Regions from separate parts of the Pan troglodytes genome. Here region 2 is linked to region 1. Evidence: chromatin contacts called from public Hi-C data. All regions are on one chromosome and are shown on one strand. Each heading gives the region's core, a stretch centred on a gene start, on an enhancer-like site or on the middle of the called end of the contact. The rest is flanking DNA. Distances are from core to core; before and after follow the strand shown.

What was found. A called contact is a pair of places that touch in the nucleus more often than the background predicts.
Region 2: a Hi-C map of stem cell-derived neural progenitor cells shows a contact between it and region 1, with 4 times the contacts expected there. The contact joins the promoter of BBS10 here to the promoter of GLIPR1 in region 1. A contact is called at or near these places in 1 of 7 Hi-C or Micro-C datasets (stem cell-derived neural progenitor cells) and 1 of 1 datasets of contacts at active chromatin or transcription factors (stem cell-derived excitatory neurons).

What each region holds. Positions count from the first base shown.
Region 1 is chr10:82,246,065-82,251,028 of NHGRI_mPanTro3-v2.0_pri, forward strand. It overlaps GLIPR1 (GLI pathogenesis related 1), which reads left to right and starts at 2,754. Exons shown (of 6, transcript XM_009425866.5): 1 at 2,754-3,541; 2 at 4,321-4,566. The coding sequence starts at 3,368.
Region 2 is chr10:83,123,878-83,128,841 of NHGRI_mPanTro3-v2.0_pri, forward strand. It overlaps BBS10 (Bardet-Biedl syndrome 10), which reads right to left and starts at 2,625. Exons shown (of 2, transcript XM_001161619.7): 1 at 2,210-2,625; 2 at 1-1,835. The coding sequence starts at 2,406.

The DNA of each region.
Region 1 (4,964 bases), core at 1,504-4,003:
TTAACTTGTACATTGTCACATACGTAAAACTAATTTATACCAAATTAAAGTATCATCACACAACAATGTAACAGTGACGTGTTTGCTTAATAAACATAGCCCCTCCCTCTTTCTGAATCCTTTATCTTTGTCTATCCCCACACCCAACACATAGCCCCAGTTTAGAATAGGTGGCTAGAGGTTTTGGAGCCTAAATGTTTTTGGAATCTAATCAGGAAGTGTGGGATTATAGAAAATTCTATATCATTTCTCCCCAAGAAATAAAAAAGCTCATCATATATATAAATGGATATATTTAGAACAGTATAGCAAGGTTGAGATTTTTCCACATAATATAAATGATTATCTCTAGCTACACAAACTGTTGCTTTTTATAAGACACTTGAGTAAAACTTGCGGGGATAGAGAGACATAGTCCATTATGCAGTATTACCCACAATACTGAAATTGTGGATATTCCTTTAGTCTTTTATCTGTGCATGGGTTTATCAGGCAATGTATATGTATGAATTTGTGCATGATTTTAAAGATCCCATGACTCTCCACAATAATTGCAGTTTATTTTATTACTATGAAAGATAGCATGTTCTCACTGTAAAAAAAGATACAGAGAAGAATTAAAAAGAAAGTTAAAAATCTTTTAAAATGCTACCATGAGTGTTGAGCACTAAAAACCAATCTCTCTGTCTTAACACATATGCATAATTATCAAAGAGATCATGGTGAAGACTTGGGTTAAGAAGTGGAAAAAGTCATAGCAAAGTTCAAAGCTTTCTAAGCAGTGCAGGCTTACATTTGCTTCCACGTAAAAGTTCCTGTTCTGTGGCAGACCACTTCTCTGGACTTTTGGTGCAAACGTGTAGTGTGAATTGAAAAGTTTTAGAGTTGTAGCTCTAAGGAGCTAACCTGGTCTGCACAATAACACAAAAATCATCTCTGTGACGGCAGACTTTCCCTTGTGCTGATTATTTTCAGGAAATTAGAGAAAAAATATTAAATCATTTCAAGACCAAGATAACATTGCTCATTCTTGGGAGTTGTATGTGTATAACAGGGATTACGCAGGCAACCAAAAAAACCACTGATTTTGCTTGCTCGTGGGGTTTCCTCTTTCTTGTTGTTGTATTCAAAACTCAGTCTAGCTCACAGAGACCCAGAAGAAGATGAGAAGCAGGCCTTAGACATGGTTACCACTTCAAACTGGAGAAAGTTCTCTTTGTTTATTGTCACTACATTGATCAAAAAGTTGCCTATGAGACCTGGATAAGACACTGCTTATCTCAGATTCCTATAATGTAAAGACATGCTAGTAGAAATTAGGCAGCCTGGACAAAATTTGAATTTATGTATGAGTATTTTTAAGGTTATTTGTGTGTGTGTGGCAACAGTAATTCTGCCTTATGGTTCTGTAATGGTTTTTGTTTGGTTGGTTGCTTGGGCTTTTTTGAGATGGAGTTTCACTCTTGTTGCCTAGGCTAGAGTGCAATGACAATCTCAGTTTACTGCAACTCCGCCTCCCAGGTTCAAGCAATTCTCCTGCCTCAGCCTCGCAAGTAGCTGGGATTACAGGCATGTGCCACCATGCCCGGCTAATTTTGGTATTTCTAGTAGAGACAGGGTTTCACCATGTTGGTCAGGCTGGCCTTGCACAACTGACCTCAGATGATCCGCCCTCCTCAGCCTCCCAAAGTGCTGGGATTACAGGCGTGAGCCACCGCGCCTGGCCCGTATGTTTGTTTTTAATGATGGGGCCTCGCTCTGTCACCCAGGCTGGATTGCAGTGACCTGACTATAGCTCTTCACAGCCTCAAATTGTGGGGATCAAGCTATCCTCCCACCTCAACTTTCTGAGTAGGTGGGGCTACAGGTGTGCCTGAAATGTTTCTTTACTTTTTGTTTGCATTAGAAATATTTCCCCACCTCATTCCATTTTCCATATCTCTTAATTTTCTAAAATACACGTGTTTTCTAAAACCAGGTCTAAACCCCACCTACAGCTAAAATCCTCCAATAACTTCCCATGACTTTGGTGATAAAATAAAAAATCATTAGCAGAATTGAGAAATCCTTCCTGATCTGACTCTTAACTTCTCTCCCCCAAGTGGCATGAAAGCATCATTTGGATTCTGAATTCCATGACACCAGGTATCAAGTTTCCTACCAGTCAGAATCACTACTTATTTACAGACCATATTTACAGAGGGAGACAATATGGAGAGGTTCTTGCTCTATTCTTGCCATAACACCATGTCTTCAACTTCACAACTAGATATATAGTTCCTATCCCTCTAATTCCCTTCTCCTCTCCAGCCCTTTTTCACTTGATCAACACCTAGCTGATTCTAGCCTCAGCAAAGACCTCACCTGCTGTATGTAGGCCAGCTCTGCCCTTTCCAGAATAGGTTAAGTATGCTCTCTTGTGTGTCCATATCTCCCTGTGCTTTCCTATATCCAGATCTCCAACAGCCCCTGTTGTAACCATCCTTGTCATCACCATCTCACAGCTCTTACCACTGTAAGCTCCTTGGGGCCAGTGACTGTGTTTTTATTTCTGTATTACTAAGGTGAATATACAAGGCAGAAATTTAATATTAGCTAGTTCATTTGATCCTGCCAAACCTCTATAATTAAGGAAGCAGAAAAGGTCCCATAGCCTCATTCAATAGGTGGCTGAGGTTTAGAGACTTTTGTATCCTGTCCAAGGTCTTACAGCTAGTTAGAAACAGAAACTAAATTCTCAACTTGAGTCCTGTATTCTTTCTACTATTCTCTCTCTCAATCCCTCTCTCTCTCTCTTTCTCTCTCTCTCTCTTTCTCTCTCTCTCTCTCTCACACACACACACACACGCTTACATGTTTCTACCATCGTGAATGAATTCTAGGTCACGTTTATGATGTTAACCAGATATTCCAACCACTATGTGTTGATATGACTCTAAAAAGAAAAAGATTTCTGAAAGCATTTTGCGAGGCATTTATAGAAGTAAGAGATATTTTCATTTTATCACCGCAACCTCCATTAAAAATTGGAGACTATTATTCCTGGAGACTTCAGAATTTTCTTTGGAAATATCTCCCAATTCAAAAGGAAGTCTGACACAGCCTCATAAAAATCTATGTCGTAATAGGTGCTGTGTCACTGAAAACCACTGAAAAGACAGGGTTAAGAACACAAAGTGAGCTGCACACCATATATGGAGAAACCCGTTTCTTAAAACTAGTGATGAACTCATGCTCTGTTCTGTTTTCTCAAAGCTGAAGTCGGCTAGGTTTGCAAAGCTGTGGGCTGAGCACTCAGGCAATCACACTCTCAGAAACTGCGGCGGCTCTGGACTGCAGCCTCCCAAGGCTCCATGCCAGACAAAGCATGCGTGTCACACTTGCTACAATAGCCTGGATGGTTTCTTTTGTCTCCAATTATTCACACACAGCAAATATTTTGCCAGATATCGAAAATGAAGATTTCATCAAAGACTGCGTTCGAATCCATAACAAGTTCCGATCAGAGGTGAAACCAACAGCCAGTGATATGCTATACATGGTAAGGAAAATATCATTAACTGTGGCGTCAGTCAGTCAGAAACAACTAATGTGTATTGACTTTGGTGTTAATACCTTCGTAATACTGAATGATTTTTTTTTCATTGTGCTTAACGTATGCAGTAAATTCACAGTCTGTGATCAAAACACTTCCAGTTTAGCTCTGTCTACCCAACTGTTGTTATAAGCAAGTGCCACAGCACATTTTACTTCTCTTTGGACACTTCCTGTTTTCTGGTTGTCAGTGGATTTTACTTCTCTTTTTGTTATTTTCCTCCCTGTTAATTTTTGTGATTTGTTTTTTTGTTTTTTGTTTTTTGTTTTTTTGTCTCTAAATTTACTTTTTTTGTTGCTGACAAAGTACTGAGTTGCTCAGGTAGGCAGAATGGCATCTGGGGAAAGGATGGGATTTTGATTCAGTAAGGCTTGGGATTGAATTTCAGATCTGTGGCTTTAAGCTGGTTTTTAACCTTTCTGAACTTCTTAGGATATGGGCTGTTGTGATTATGGAATAATGTTGTGAAACACGGCACACACTATTTTGCCCATAATTAGCCTTCAGTGAAATGTCAGTTTTCCTTAGATTCTAAATTCCATGAAACTAAATTGTCACGTTTCCTACCAGCCCTACTCAGTGCTTGAAGACCATATTTATAGAGGACTCATATGCAGTGGTATCTTCTCTCCTTATCTCACCTCGTTTTCCATTCAAATTCCCACTGTACTCACCCCAGTTACATTTTAGATGAACCCCCTATTGTTTAATGTTTATTTTTGCAGACTTGGGACCCAGCATTAGCCCAAATTGCAAAAGCATGGGCCAGCAATTGCCAGTTTTCACATAATACACGGCTGAAGCCACCCCACAAGCTGCACCCAAACTTCACTTCACTGGGAGAGAACATCTGGACTGGATCTGTGCCCATCTTTTCTGTGTCTTCTGCCATCACAAACTGGTATGACGAAATCCAGGACTATGACTTCAAGACTCGGATATGCAAAAAAGTCTGTGGCCACTACACTCAGGTAAGGATCTGCCCTATATTATCTTGAAACTGTCTTTTCAAGTGTGAGGAGAAAAATTGTACTATGAGGTTAAGAAAATGTATAGTATGCTAGTATACCTGTAAATATAAGGGAGTTAAATAGAACAGCCTCCAATAACAGAAAATAGTGCTTGAAAAGTTCAGTTGTGTGAACTAAACACATAATAGGTAATATGTGAGGCCCACCAACTTGGACAGGCTTTGAACAATTCCTGCAACAGCTATTCTCCCATAGGACTTTATTCCATTTGTGAGAAATCAAGGAACCTTATGAGTGAAAGGATTTTCAGGTTCCAGCTGGCATGAGTTTTAAATGAAATTTGAGCCAATTGTTTTGGGACTATAAAATTGGAAGAAACAAGACTCTCAGACAGAAAC
Region 2 (4,964 bases), core at 1,375-3,874, 880 kb after region 1:
AACCTGTCTGACTGCTTACCAAGGGTTGATTGGTTTGCAGTGCATGGACAGCTCTTATATATGTATGTGGAAAGCTGTACTTTCCTGTTTTAGATTTATAAAGGACTTTGGGAATGCCTAAAAGTGCATTAGCTATTATCATACTAACCATGGTTTCTTCTGATTGATGGCATTTTTTGGCATAATTGAGAAGATAGTAATGTAACAAGATCTCAAAATTACCACCTACTGGCAAAACACAACCAGCTGGCATAGATGAGGAAAGGTAACTCTGGGAAGTACCCATATTCGGTAACTTACAGCTCACTGGTAACATACTTCCCTTTCTAGTAATATTTGTGACCTGTAAATTTTCGTAAGAAATTTCTATTCTATTTCCCCTTGTTGAATAAGCAGTGGAATTGTTCTTGAGTAATGGTTCATAATAATCAGTTAGCCTGTTTCTTTCCAAAGACAAACATGTCAGCGTTTCAACTGTTTGGAATCTATCTGTTGGTGTCAGTGTGGGGGTTGAATACGGAATATATGTTTCTAATTCTACATCTGGAATTACCAAATTAGAATGTACTTTTAAATATGTTTGAGTTTTTTCCAATGCATCTTTGTTCTCTACAACTGTGTCCTGATAAGGCCTTTGTATTAAGCCATTACCAGGATCTGGTGCTTGATAACTTTCTCCACTGTTCTTATAAATAAAAAGACTTGAAGTGCCATTTTGGTCATTGGTTTGTGTCATGTAATTTAGATCAAGGTCTTTAAATAATTGCCGAAGCATTTTAAGTGCTCCATGTAAAGCATCCTCATGTTGTTCAATGAGACCCTGCACTGGTCCACAAAGAACTATAGAGTGTGGTATAAATGCACATGTGCTTATCAAGCCTAGATGAACATATCTTTTGGATCTAAGGATAAGAGGTTTACAAAATTTCACCAAAGCAGTGTTAGGTATTTCACACTGCGAAAAGGCCTGTGGTGGTACAAATGGAGAAAGACCAATGATCCTCCGGATAAGAGAAACTTCTTCTGATGATAAACACTCAACCACTGATATGCCATTCACCCCTGCATAATAAATAACTAAATCTGGTTGTTTCACACTAGATATGAGCAATTTTACATTCTGACTATGTAGATGTTTCATTATTGCTTTTGTCTTTTCCATAATCCAAAATTGAGATGTCTGAAACTGTGCTTCTGAATTTAGAATAAACTCTGATCCAGAAGTGGAAAAAAGAGGCTGAATGGTTTCTGTTACTATCACCATTCGCATGTCACCATCTGCTGGGCGGTACACAGAAAAATCTTTCTGAAGCACAAGACCAGCTATGATCCTGGAATCTGAAACAGGAAGGCCAGTGACACCAACATTCAACTCTACAAAATGGTCATCCACTAACTCAAATACACCAATCCCACTTTTACAAGTCATACACTTGAAAAAGTAGTCACACATCAACTGTGAAATAAATTTATGATTATTTCTTCCCACTCTTCCACAAAAGTATGCTTCTAAGAGCAACTCTAAAGAGCTCCTACACAATGTTCTCTCTTTAGCAGACGAAAAGATAGACAAAAAGTGTCTACTTAGGTACTGGTCCATAATACCGTCTAATATTTGTGTCTGAAACGTTAGGAGAGCCTGGGAAATAAATTTCCACCGAGAACAATTTTTCCAATGCCTTCCCTGGGTTTGAATGTTTTCACACATCAAAGGATCCTTTTCTCTGTCTGTGATTGCATGAAGTCCTCTAAGCAAATGGCAAAGAAAGATAATAAATGTTTTTGCACCATCTCCTGTTTTTTTGAGATGACTGGAAACACAGTCCACTATCATCCTGTACAAAAAAGAAATAAAGCAACTCATTTTCAGAAGGCTGGCTTCCCACATCTTAAAACCATGTTTACACAGCCATAAGCATAAAATGAGAATATTGTTCCTTTGACACATCCTTAGTTTTTTCCTTTCTTGGAAAAAACTCTGCTCTATTCCAAGATTCCACCGTTGGGTGGAGTGGGGAGAAGTGGTCTTGGGAATTGGTAAGATTTGGGGTGCAGGAGTGTTCCCTTGGGCAGGGCTCTAATTCCGAGCATACAGCGGTTTCACCCGAGGTCAGTCTTTCTAAGTACGCATCGCCTCAGGATGGGACAAGAGCTCCACAGAGGCTGCCTGGGGTGCCCGGCTACGGGTTAGCGTGTGGGACGCGGGTACCTGGCTATGGGATGCTCTAAGTGTAGCGCCTCCAGGAGGCGGCCTCCATTCCGGCTGAGAAGCACCTCGCCAGTGGGCTTCGTACACAAAACTTGCCGTCCCTCGGGCCCCACGCAGCAGCTCACGATGGCTTCCAGCACCTCGGCCACCTGCAACGCCGCCTTCACAGACCCTGCAGCGGCCATAGAACTTAACATATCTGGGCCGCTTCCCCTTTTTGACCAGCTTGCAGAACACCCGGGACGACCGAAAACAGGGGTGGGAACAGCCGGAAACGGAATAGGCGGGGAGAAAACCCGGAAGCCAGGAGCCGAAGCCGGGGTAGCACGGCTTCTTGGTTGGGCGAGAGGGCTGCCCTTCTGTCCGCTTGGTGGAAAAGCCCTGCAGCTTTGCCAGGTGGGGTGAGCTGGCCCGTTGTACGCGAAGACAGAAAAAACAGACTAGGATTTCCAGCAGCTGTGCCTGGAGAGGCAACCCTAAGCCCCTCCCCGGCTCCCTAGGTGAATTCATCTCCCTCCAGTGGCGTCCGCTGCCCCCAAATCCCTTAGTCTCCCGAGAAACTTTCTTCCTAAGTCAACACGGTAGTGGGGCCTGCGTGAAGGAGAGGGCACCCCGGTTGGAACTCTGCTGGCTTTCATCCCCTGCCAGAAGCTGCTTTTTCCGGGGCAAAACCTCTGCCTTGGATTCACGCATGTTCCTGTCCACATTCTCCACGAGTTGCTCTCCTTACCATAACGGAAATAATTTGTAGATGCAGGACAGGTGAGGAGAGCCTGGCCACAGCCATGAATTGCAGGCTTTAGGTCTGCTGCAGAGGCTTTACCACATTTCCTAGACTCAGGTATCACAATAAAACTCTAGACACCACAAATATATTAAGCAGAAATGATGCGAAGTCTCTATTTATTTTTTGAGATGGACTCTCGCTCTGTCGCCCAGGCTGGAGTGCAGTGGCACAATCTCGGCTGACTGCAACCTCCGCCTCCCGGGCTCAAGCGATTCCCGTGCCTCAGCCTCTCAAGTAGCTGGGATTACAGGCATACGCCACTGTGCCCCGCCAATATTTGTATTTTTAGTAGAGATGGGGATGTCACCATGTTGACCAGGCTGGTCTCGAACTCATGACCTGAATGATCCACCTGCCACGGCCTTTCAGAGTGTTGGGATTACAGGCATGAGCCGCTGTACAGATTTAAATCCATTAATCACGTCGGTGATCAACAGTATGCTTTAAAACACATGGCCAAGGATTATTGTATATAACCCAAAGACAGAAAATACTGTCTAACATTTTTTTCTTTTTTAAGAGATGAAGTTTCACTCTGCCGCCCAGGCTGGAGTGCAGTGGAGAGATCATAGCTTACTGCAGCTCCGCATTCCTGAGCTCGTGATCCTCCTGTCTTAGCCTTCAAGTCGCTTTGTGCCTCACTACGCCTGGTTATTTTCTCTTTTAGTAGAGACAGGGTCTCCCTGTGTTGCCCAGGCTGATCTTGAATTCCTGGCCTCAAGTGATCCTCCCAACTTGGCCTTCCAAAGTTTTAGGATTACAGGCATGAGCCACCTTGCCTGGCCTAAAACACAGGCACTTGAGAGTATGGGCTTTGGATTCAGACCTGGGTTTGCTCTGTCATTTCCTTACCTGTGGCATTCACCAAGTAACCTCTTTGATCTCTGCTTTTCTCATCTTTACAAACAATGGGCCTGCCGCAGTGGCTCATGGCTGTAATTCCAGGACTTTGGGAGGCCGAGGTGGGAGATCACAGGAGGCCGAGAGTTCAAGACCAGCATGGCCAACATAGCAAAATCCCGTCTCTACTAAAAATACAAAAATTAGCTGGGCATGGTGGTGCATGCTTGTAATCCCAGCTACTCTGGAGGCTGAGGTATGAGAATCACTTGAACTCGGAAAGGGAGGTTGCAGTGAGCCAAGATCGCACCACTGCACTCCAGCCTGGGCGACAGAGCGAGACCTTGTCTCAAAACAAAACAATCCCCGCCAAAAAAACCAGTGGAGATAACATATACAAAATAAAAATCTCAAGAGGTTTTGAGTAGGTGGAGAATGTTCACTAAACACTTTGCATAGTGCCTGGCATAGTTAGCACTCAACAGATATTTATACTACACCTGTCAGAGGAAAAGGGTCCCAATCCAGACCCCAAGAGAGGGTTCTTGGATCTCATGCAAGAAAGAATTCAGGACGAGTCCATAAAGTGAAAGCAAGTTTATTAAGAAAGAGGAATAAAAGAATGGTTACTCCATAGGCAAAGCAGCCCCAAGGGCTGCTGGTTGCCGATTTTTATGGTTATTTCTTGATGATATGCTAAACAAGGAGTGGATTATTTATGCCTCCCCTCTTTAGGCCATATAGGGTAACTTCCTGACATTGCCATGGCATTTGTAAACTGTCTTTGGTGCTGGTGGGAGTATAGCAGTGAGGACAACCAGAGGTCACTCTCGTGGCCATCTTGGTTTTGGTGGGTTTTGGCTGGCTTCTTTACTGCAACCTGTTTTATCAGCAAGGTCTTTATGACCTGTATCTTGTGCCAACCTCCTATCTCATCCTGTGACTTAGAATGCCTTAATCATCTGGGAATGCAGCCTAGTAGATCTTAGCCTCATTTTACCCAGCTCCTATTCAAGATGGAGTTGCTCTGGTTCAGATGCCTCTGACGCACCCACCAAATTACTGGAGTTGCTCTGGTTCAGATGCCTCTGACGCACCCACCAAATTACCGTGGTAGGTCACCACTCT